Linked DNA regions of Oryctolagus cuniculus: all the other regions are linked to region 2. A link is a contact called in public Micro-C data. All regions are on one chromosome and are shown on one strand. The core of a region is the stretch at or near the end of the contact, and the rest is flanking DNA. Distances in the headings are between cores, read along the strand shown.

Region 1 (2,721 bases), core at 53-2,552, 210 kb after region 2:
TCCCCCCCAGCTGGTTGGTGACCCGGATGTCCCTGCATGCTCCCAGCTGTGTGGCCTTCACCCCCCACCCCGAGTCACCCGCGCCCCCTCTGGCTGCTCGGCGCCAGCCTCTCCTGGGTTCTGGAAGATTCCATGAGGCTCTGCAGGCCTGGGCTTAGCATAGAGCCTGGCACATGGCGAGTGCGCCGCCGCCGCGCTGTTGTTTGTTGAGATTTCCCAGGACCCGCCCCCCAGCCCCCCGCCGAGCCGGTGTCGAAATCACCCCAAGCCAAGCTGCTGAGCAGAAGTTTCCAGTCTCCCTGGCAAAGCTGGGAAGAGTTTGGGTGCGGCTCAGAGACGCAGCTGGGCAGGCTGCGCAGGGCCAGGGCTGGGGAGGGCCCCCAGATGTTCTTGGCGGCCCTGGGGGCTGGGGGAGGGGAGCGCTGCCCCTCCCCCGCCCAGCGCTGCTGCAGCACCGCCAAAGGCTGGCGGTGGTCTGTGGTCAGCAGCCACTGGCTCTGCCCCCGCCTGAGCTCCCCTGCACCCCCGGGAGTGGGGGGGAAAGCCCTACCAGTGCCCGGGTAGGCATGGCACAGCCTCACCTGGGGAAAGCACCAGGCCCGCCAGGCCTCTGCCTGGGTCACCGCTGGGCAGCGGGCAGGGGAGGGGGCAGGTCCTTCCTGGCTTCACTCCCGCGGGGCCTCGTGACCCTGGGCGGTCAGCGTGGGCTCTCTCGACCTTGGTCTCCTGTGTCTGCAAACCAGACACACAGAGGGAAGGAAGCGTTGGAGTGGGAAGAGCCGGGCGTGGAGTCCTAGCCTGGCCCAAGCTCGGACAAGTCCGAAGGAGGCTAGGACAAGGCCAAGTACAGAGAACGGGTGCCGGCCGCCCCTTGCCGGTGCCACGGTGCTGGGCTGTCCTCCAGGTGTCCTGGGCTCAGAGACGGCAGGTCACCCCCCAAGGACACGCGGCGGGGAGCCCTGACGTGCTAGCGTAGAGCCCGACTCCCTTTGGGAAAAGCAATTTACGTTCATGAAGACGAGAGATGTTCTCGCGCGAAGCCCTTGCAGGACAGCAAGGCAGGGCCCAGCCTCGAGGGGCTCACGGCTCCCCAGGGAGAGTGAGGAGAGGCGGGGAAGGCGGCGCCGCGGCTCCCTGCCAGCGCCCCGAGCTGCACTGGGGTCTGCTGGGGAGGGGGCGGGGGCACAGAGGCCGGGAGACCGGGCAGGCTGGTCTTGGCAACCCGGAGGGCCCGGGCGGGCGGCGAGGGCGCGGCTGGGAGGAGGGCGGAGCTGGCAGTGCCGGCTGAGGCCGCCCGGCTGCAGAGCCCTTGGAAAGCGGGAGCCCGGCAGGCCTGGGAGCAGAGGAGCCACAGCTCCGGGACACCAGGGCGGGTGGGGCGGGCGGCCGGCGGCACAGGCGGCCGGCGAGGATGCTTTCTAAAACGTTTGCGTCCTGAGCAGGTGTCACGGTCAACCCCGAGCAGGCAGAGAGGCGCAGGCCCGGAGGCTGGGGCCAGGCTGCCTCTGGCCGCCTTCTCTGGCTGCACCCCTGCCCCCCCCCCCGGCCCCTGCCTGGGCTTTCCCAGGGCCCTGCTGGGCCCTCTGACCTGGAGCCTCAGCCTTGGCTGTTGGGGAACCGCGTCAGCCTGTCCCCCTCGGCCCCCAGCACTGCCCCGTGGCCAGGCTGGGAGACCCAGGCCGACCTTCCCTCCCTGCTGGGCTGGCTGGGGACGGGTCTCCGGGCCTGCCTGTGTCTCTGAGGACAGACTGGCCCATGCCGAGCACCAGCCTCTGCTGGACACTCCACGGGCAAGATCTCTTAGTCTCCATAGAAGCCAGCAAAGCACACGTCGCCCTCCCCCACCCCATCTACAGATCAGGACACAGAGGCTCAGGGCTTGCCTGCGCCCTCCCGCCCAGGCAGCGGAAGTGGGGTCCTCTGGGGGGGGTGCTCCCGGCCACAAGTACCGCCCTGGGCCGTTCAGGAGAAAACTGTCCGTCTCCCCGCATCGCGTCTCGGGCTTGCGCTGGTGCCAAGCTGGGTGCTGTTCCCTCTGCCCAGGATGCCTCTGCTCCCCCCGGGGGGGGGGGGGCTCCGCCCCGGGAGGCCCAGGCACAACCCCTCTTCCTCCCCAGAGTCCCTGCCTGCATTCCCTGGCTCCTTATCTGTTCCTGTGGCTCCCAAGGGAGGGAGAAAAGCTCGGGGGACACGGCTGGGACGTGGGCGGATAGGGGGGACCGGTCAGCTCGTTCTGAGCACGCAGGAGGCCAGGGCTGGGGCAGGACGGTCCGACGTGGGGGGGGGGGTGTGGCCTGAACTGCCCTGGGCGATTTGGCTTGGCCGCGGGGTGGGGGACAAGTTCCCGGAAAAAGAATCTAAGATGTGAGCTGCCCCGCTGAGCCCTTCCCCGCCAGCCCAGAGGGGCCCACAGCCCGGATCCGGCCCCCAGACCTCAGCGGCTAGGCTGGGGGGAGCTCCAAGCCGGGGTTACTCCTGCACAGTGACAAGCCCCCCTGCTCCGGGTGGAGATGCAGAGGTGGGAGAGCAGCTGCCCCGCTCCGTGACGGGCGCATGGTGGGCCCGCCCACTTTGTGGATGGACACACCGGCGACCCCAGGCCCAGCCAGGGAGGCCGGGCTCCCAGCTGCCCCGCGGCTCGGGCAGGCTCCAAGGCAGACAAGCAGCCAGCCTCGTGGAGTGACTCACTGGAGAGGAGCAGCCCTAGCCAGGTTTCTGCTG
Region 2 (2,833 bases), core at 16-2,515:
ACTGCACACCACACACCGCACACACACACCGCACACACACACTGCACACACACACTGCACACTGCACACACACACTGCACACACACACTGCACACTGCACACACACACCGCACACACACACCGCACACCACACACACACCGCACACCACACACACACACCGCGCGGCTCCCAGTGGCCTTGGCTCTGCTGCCTGCAGAGGGGTCGTCTCCTGCATTTCGCAGGCGCCCGCGTGCGGGCTGCAGCCTTGCTGGTCACCTCCCGGACACCGCACACCCGTGACCGCCGAGCCCCGCAGAGGGAGAGGCTGCCGGAGCGGCCTTGCTCCGAGCTCCTGGTCTGGTCAGCAGCGGCCCAGGCGGCTGCGAGCTCCAGATGCCAGAGGGGAACGACTCGGTTTTTCCGAGTCAGCAGATGCGGCCGGGGCTGCCGGCCGGGTGGCCAGCGCTCCGCTCCCGGTTCTGCTGCCTTCAGCAGTGCGGCGGACTCGAGGTGGGGGCCTCGGGCAGCCAGCCGCGCGCTGCTCTCCTGGGAGTAGAGTGAGGAGACCCCGTGAGCTGGAGGAGCAGGGCCGGGAGAGGGTGCAGTCCGCTCCCAGCTGGCAGCTTGGGCCTGGAAGGCTATGCTGTTTGGCGCCCTCTGGTGGCTGACCAAGCTCCTGCGTCCCTGTCGGTGTTGGGTTTTTTGTTTGTTTTAAGATTTATGTATTTGAAAAGGCAGAGTTACAGGAAGTCAGAGGCAGACAGAGAGAGGTCTTCCATCCGCTGGTTCACTCCCCAGATGGCTGCAACAGCCAGAGCTGGGCTGGTCCAGAGCCAGGAGCCAGGAGCTTCATCTGGGTCTCCTCCGTGGGTGCAGGGGCCCACTTGGGCCATCTGCTTTCCCAGGCCATTAAGAGGGAGCTGGATTGGAAGTGGAGCAGCCGGGACTCGAACCGGTGTCCGTATGGGATGCCGGCACTGCAGGCGGGGGCTTCACCCGCTACACCACAGTGCCAGCCCCCCTCCCCTTAAAGGTTCATTTATTTATTTATTTAAAAGGCAGAGTTACCGACGCAGAGAACCCTGTCAGTAGTTGTGGGGAGGCAGGGCAGGCCGGGCCTCGGCAGGGGAGCTGATGCCACGTGGAAACTTGGCGTTTCTGCTTGTTTGGGCCCAAAGCTTCCCCGAGTCAGGGCTCCAGTCCTCTGCTGGAAGGCTGTGCTGACCACTAGGTGGCACTAAAGCCACACTGGACTGGGAGAGGCTTTCGTGGCTTTAAGTGAGGGAGACCGGAGCCGGAGGAAGGGGCGGGCGCAGCTTGTGGCTGCTCAGCACATTTCCTGCAAGGCCAGGCTTCTCCTGGGCTCCGGGCTCTTGGGCCTGGTGTTAGACGCTGGTGCCAGGAGGGCGGCCCCAGAGCCCAGGAGGGGCCGGGGCCAGCCTCCGCCAGGCCTGTGTGGCCGCCGCTGGCCCCCTTGCTCCTCGGAGCAGTGGGCGGTGTTTTGCAGTCCCTCCGGGGTGAGTGAGTGGCCGGCCCGGCTCCCGTGTGCAGGACGGGGCACTGTCGGCCCTGGAGGGCCGGTGCAGCCGGGAAGTTGGGAGAGGGGCCAGCCCCTGCCCGCGCTCCCGCACAGGGCCTCCACCTGGGAGGGCTTCGGCTGCCGCGGGAAATGCGGCCCCGGCGCCTTTAAGAGCCCAGGGCAGGCAGGAAAAGAATTTCAGTTTCAATCTGGCTTCTAAATTTGGAGTTTTGGGAAGGGAGGGATCGGGTTTCAGCTGGGAGGGAGGGAGCTGACAGGAAGGCGCTGTGCGAGCCCCGCCCCGCCCCCCCTCCCCTGCTGACAGGCCCCGCTTACAAAGGCCGGCCTCTGGGGAGTGCAGCAGGAACGGCGTCTGGGAGTGATTTCCTGCTCAATATGGCTGCTCTGACTCACCGATTCCCCTGGGGTCACCGCGGGCCTGCAGCCCGCTCCGCGCCTCCCTTTGTGGCTGCAATGAGCTCATTTTTTTTGTCTTCTCGCCCCCGATTCTTCCCCCTCTTCTGTTTGCCTTTCCCAGAGTTGCAGTCTCCTTCTCAAGGACTCGAGGCCTGGGCCTGGTGCGGCTGGGGGGGGGCAGCCCCCGGCTTTCCTGGCCCTGCCGCTGGCACTGCTCCAGCCCCCCGTGCTCTTTTGGGGCTCCCCTCCGTGCCCCTGGAAGCCGAGCAGGCCCTGCGCCTGCGCCTGGCTGGTTTGCTCACCGGGCCTTGTCCAGAGTGAAGCTCACGCGGCCCCGTGATCCTGGCGCGGGAGGGTGGAGTTGGAGGGAGCTGGGCCTGGCAGCGGGCTGCGCAGGGGGGAGGCCCCAACGGGCTGGGGCTCCTGCGCCCTCGTGGAGGAGGGGGCCTGTGTGAAGGGACCAAGCCCCCCGGGCCCGCCGAGGGGCCTGGGGCCAGCCGGGAGATTTCAGCGCTAAAATGGCAGCTTTTTGACTTCCATCGGCAAAGTTTTATCCTTGCTGGAGAAGCCAGAGGCCGCCGAGAGGGGCAGGCGGCAGCAGCTCCCTGGGGGCGGGGCCGGTGCCTCCTGAGCTTTCCCCATGAGCAGGTTAGCAGGCCCCGGGATGGAGAGGGCTCTGGGCTCCTCCTTTCTCTTCTCCCCAGAGCAGCCCAGCCCCCTCCACAGCCACTATGCAGTTTCTTCTGGAACCTTCCACAGACTCAGGTCCAAGTCGGCTTCCTTTCCAGACTCAGGCTCTCTGTTTTTTTTCCTGATCTGTTTGCTGCAGCCGGGGCCTCAGGTGCCGAGTCCTGGCCCCCGCAGGGATGCTACCTGCCAGCTGGGGGCTGGGGGAGGCGCAGGGTGGCCGTGACCTG
Region 3 (2,900 bases), core at 31-2,530, 240 kb after region 2:
GGCAGGGCCGGTTCTCCTGGGAAGCAGCCCCTGTGCCGCCTGCTTCTTCGCTGGTTCACACACAGAGGGCAGTGCCTTGCAGGCGTCTGTCTCCTGAGCCAAGCTTCCCCTGTTAGCCACGACTGGTGGCAGCGTATGTGACCTTGGGAACGTCATGCCCTGCGGATGCGTGTGCACCTGCTGCGCTGAGCCCAGCCTGGGCACCGGGCGCTCCGGCGCCTCCCCCGAGGCTGTCTCCAGGCGGCACCGGCTCCAGCTTTTCGTGGGCTCTCTGCAGAGAAATAAGCTTCCCACGGAGCACGCCGCTGCTGGCCTGCCGAGCTCCGGGCCGAGCCCCAGAGCTCACTCCTGCTCTCCGGCCCTGCTCCACAGCTGGGCAAACAGGCTCACGGAAGCCGGAGCACGGTCTTGTTTTATTTATGCAAAAGGCAGAGTTACAGAGAGAGAGAGAGAGAGAGAGAGAGAGAGAGAGAGAACCTTCCAGGGCTGAGCCAGGCCAAAGGCAGGAGCCAGGAACTGCATCCAGTTCTCCCACGTGGGTGCAGGGGCCCAAGGACTTGGGCCATCATCCAGGCGCATCAGCAGGGAACTGGATTGGAACTGGGGGAGCTGGGGGGCTCCAGCTGGCTCGTGTGCGAGCTCTCTCTCTCTCTCTCTCTCCCCCTCCATGTGGGATGCCTGTGTCCCAAGTGGGCGGCTCAGGAAAGCAGAATTTAACCCTCTATCTGCTGGACCATGGGAGGTGGCTCTAAACCTCCTTACCCAGCAGCCTCCGCTCTGCCTGCAGAGGCTCCCCCCCCCCCACAGAGCGGGGGCTGTTTGGGGTTCGGCCCAGGCAGTCTCCAGGGCCCAGTGCAGAGCCTGGGACGTGGTTGGTCTCCAGTAGGCAGAGAATAAATACCGTGTGCTCAGACATAGCCAGTTCGTCCAGAGAGGGGGAGGGAGAGAGGAAGAGAGAGAGAGAGAGAGAGAGAGGAGAGAAAGAGAGAGAGAGGAGAGAGGGAGGGAGAGAGGGAGAGGGAGGAAAAGAGAGGGCAGAGAGAGAGAGAGGAGAGGGAGAGGAGGAGAGGAAGAGAGGGAGAGGAGGAGAGGAAGAGAGGGAGAGAGGGAGGGAAAGAGAGAGGGAGAGAGAGAGGAGAAAGAGAGAGAGGAGCGAGGGAGAGAAGGAAAGAGGGAGAGGGGAGAGAGGGCAGAGAGAGGGAGAGAAGGAGAGAGGGAGGGAGAGAGGAGGAATGGGTGGGGCAGGGATGGGGAACCGAGGCCGGGTGCTGGGCCTCACACCCAGGCACCGGCCAGCCCCGCTGTGGAAGCGGAAGGCTGCTCCAGGCGGCCGCAGGTGTGGGAGCCGCGCAGTGGACACCCCGCCACCGGGTGCCTGCCCCCCAGCGGACGCCGGAGCTGAGCGGCCGGCCGGTGCCCCGCGCGGACCCCGCCCAGAGCTCGGGCGGCCGGGGCGTCCTTGGACGTGGCGGCGGGCCGGCGGGGCCCTCCTGCGGGAGAGGGGCTCAGGCTGCGGGCCGGCGGGGCCGGGGGAGAGGGGGCGGCCTGCTTTCTGGGGCAGAAAAGCCGAGCCGTGAAGCCGGGCGGCGGCGGCGGCTCCCGCGGGAGGCGGGCGGGCTGGTATTTGGCCGCGCAGCCCGCGGGGACTTTTCCAGCCCCTCGGGCAGCCGCCGCCGCCGCAGGCTCGGCCCCTTCCCTCCTCCGCCCGCGGCCCCGCCGGCTGCGCGCCGCGCTTTGTGCAAATGCAACCTTTCGGCGGGCCGCCTCCGCCGGGAAGCCGCGCGGCCCTTGCCAGGAAGGCGGTGGCGCTCGGAGCTGGAAGGCGGCCCGCAGGGACCGCGCCCCCTCCCGTCTTCCACCGCAGTGTCGCCCGCAGTCCGACTTGAAGCTGGCGTTTTGGGGTCACCTTGGGGGGTCTATGAGGTTGTATGTGACACTCGGGGGACCGCTGTCTGGGGAGGGGTGCAAAGGTTCCAAACCCCCGTCCCGGGGCAGGCGTTGTGGGGCGCAGGGGTTGTCTCCCTTGGGATGCCCGCGTCCCTAGACACCTGCGAGCAGCCCAGAGACCCGCAGCTCCGGGCTCCCGGCTACAGCCTGGCCTAATCCTGGCGCGCGCTCGCTCTCACCCCCCCCCCAAATAATTTAAGAAATTAATTTCCACACCCCGTTTGTTGCTGGAACCTACCGGGTGTCAGGTGCACAGGGCTCCAGGGCCCGGAAGAGCCTGGGGAGGGGCCGCTCCCACACCTCCTGGGCTGCCCCCAGCCACCTGATTCCAGAACTTTCCTTGCTAGTGCGGGCCCCTCCCCGGCCTCCCCCCTCCTCGCCGTTCTCACCAAGGAAGGAGCGACCCAGAGGGGCTCGGCGCCGAGGTCTGGGTTTGCTCTGCAGGCAAGGACTTGTTTGGGTTTTGCTCTACGCGGCGAGGACTGTGCTAAGCACTGCGAGGCCGTCACCGCAGAGGGTACTTACTGAGCCCCTGGCCGCCCTCAGGGAGCTCGGGGTCTGGAGCAGAGGGGTGAGAGCCGCGGGGGGCAGGAGGGGCAGGGCCACTTGGGCCCCGGGAGGTGTCCTCGTCCCCTCCTGCTGCCCCCCCAACAGGCCAGGAGCCCAGACCTGGAAGGCACAGCTGCCCCCTGCCCTCCGCTGGGTCCTCACGTGGGGGGGCACTGTCACATGGGGGAGCCCCACCCCCAGCCCTTTTGTAAGAAGGGTGAATTCACCTCCCCCGGCACGGACCCTGAGGGCCTTGAAAGTTTCAAAGAGAGAGAGGGAAAGGGGGAGGGAGAGAGAGAGGGGGGGGGAGGGAGAGGGAGAGAGAAAGAGGGAGAGGGGGAGGGGGAGAGAGGGAGAGAGGGGGGAGGGAGGGAAAGGGAGAGAGGGGGAGGGAGAGAGGTAGG

What was found. Hi-C and Micro-C count contacts between places; a contact is called where the count stands out from the background.
Region 1: a contact with region 2 is called in a Micro-C map of ear pinna, with 6 times the contacts expected there. The contact joins two enhancer-like sites. A contact is called at or near these places in 2 of 6 Hi-C or Micro-C datasets (ear pinna and psoas muscle).
Region 3: a contact with region 2 is called in a Micro-C map of ear pinna, with 2.6 times the contacts expected there. The contact joins two enhancer-like sites. A contact is called at or near these places in 2 of 6 Hi-C or Micro-C datasets (ear pinna and skin fibroblasts).

Annotation. Positions count from the first base shown.
Region 1 is chr1:232,460,224-232,462,944 of mOryCun1.1, forward strand. No RefSeq gene overlaps it. Among named protein-coding and RNA genes, the nearest start is that of C1H9orf50, 77 kb to the right of the region's middle. Within about 2 kb of position 1,303, at least 4 of the 8 cell types and tissues checked have an H3K27ac peak or open chromatin away from gene starts, as enhancers often do. A contact at or near this core is called in ear pinna, where this site is marked.
Region 2 is chr1:232,251,791-232,254,623 of mOryCun1.1, forward strand. All of the region lies in intron 8 of PTPA (protein phosphatase 2 phosphatase activator), which reads left to right. Among named protein-coding and RNA genes, the nearest start is that of PTPA, 23 kb to the left of the region's middle. Within about 2 kb of position 1,266, at least 7 of the 8 cell types and tissues checked have an H3K27ac peak or open chromatin away from gene starts, as enhancers often do. A contact at or near this core is called in ear pinna, where this site is marked.
Region 3 is chr1:232,495,766-232,498,665 of mOryCun1.1, forward strand. No RefSeq gene overlaps it. Among named protein-coding and RNA genes, the nearest start is that of C1H9orf50, 41 kb to the right of the region's middle. Within about 2 kb of position 1,281, at least 3 of the 8 cell types and tissues checked have an H3K27ac peak or open chromatin away from gene starts, as enhancers often do. A contact at or near this core is called in ear pinna, where this site is marked.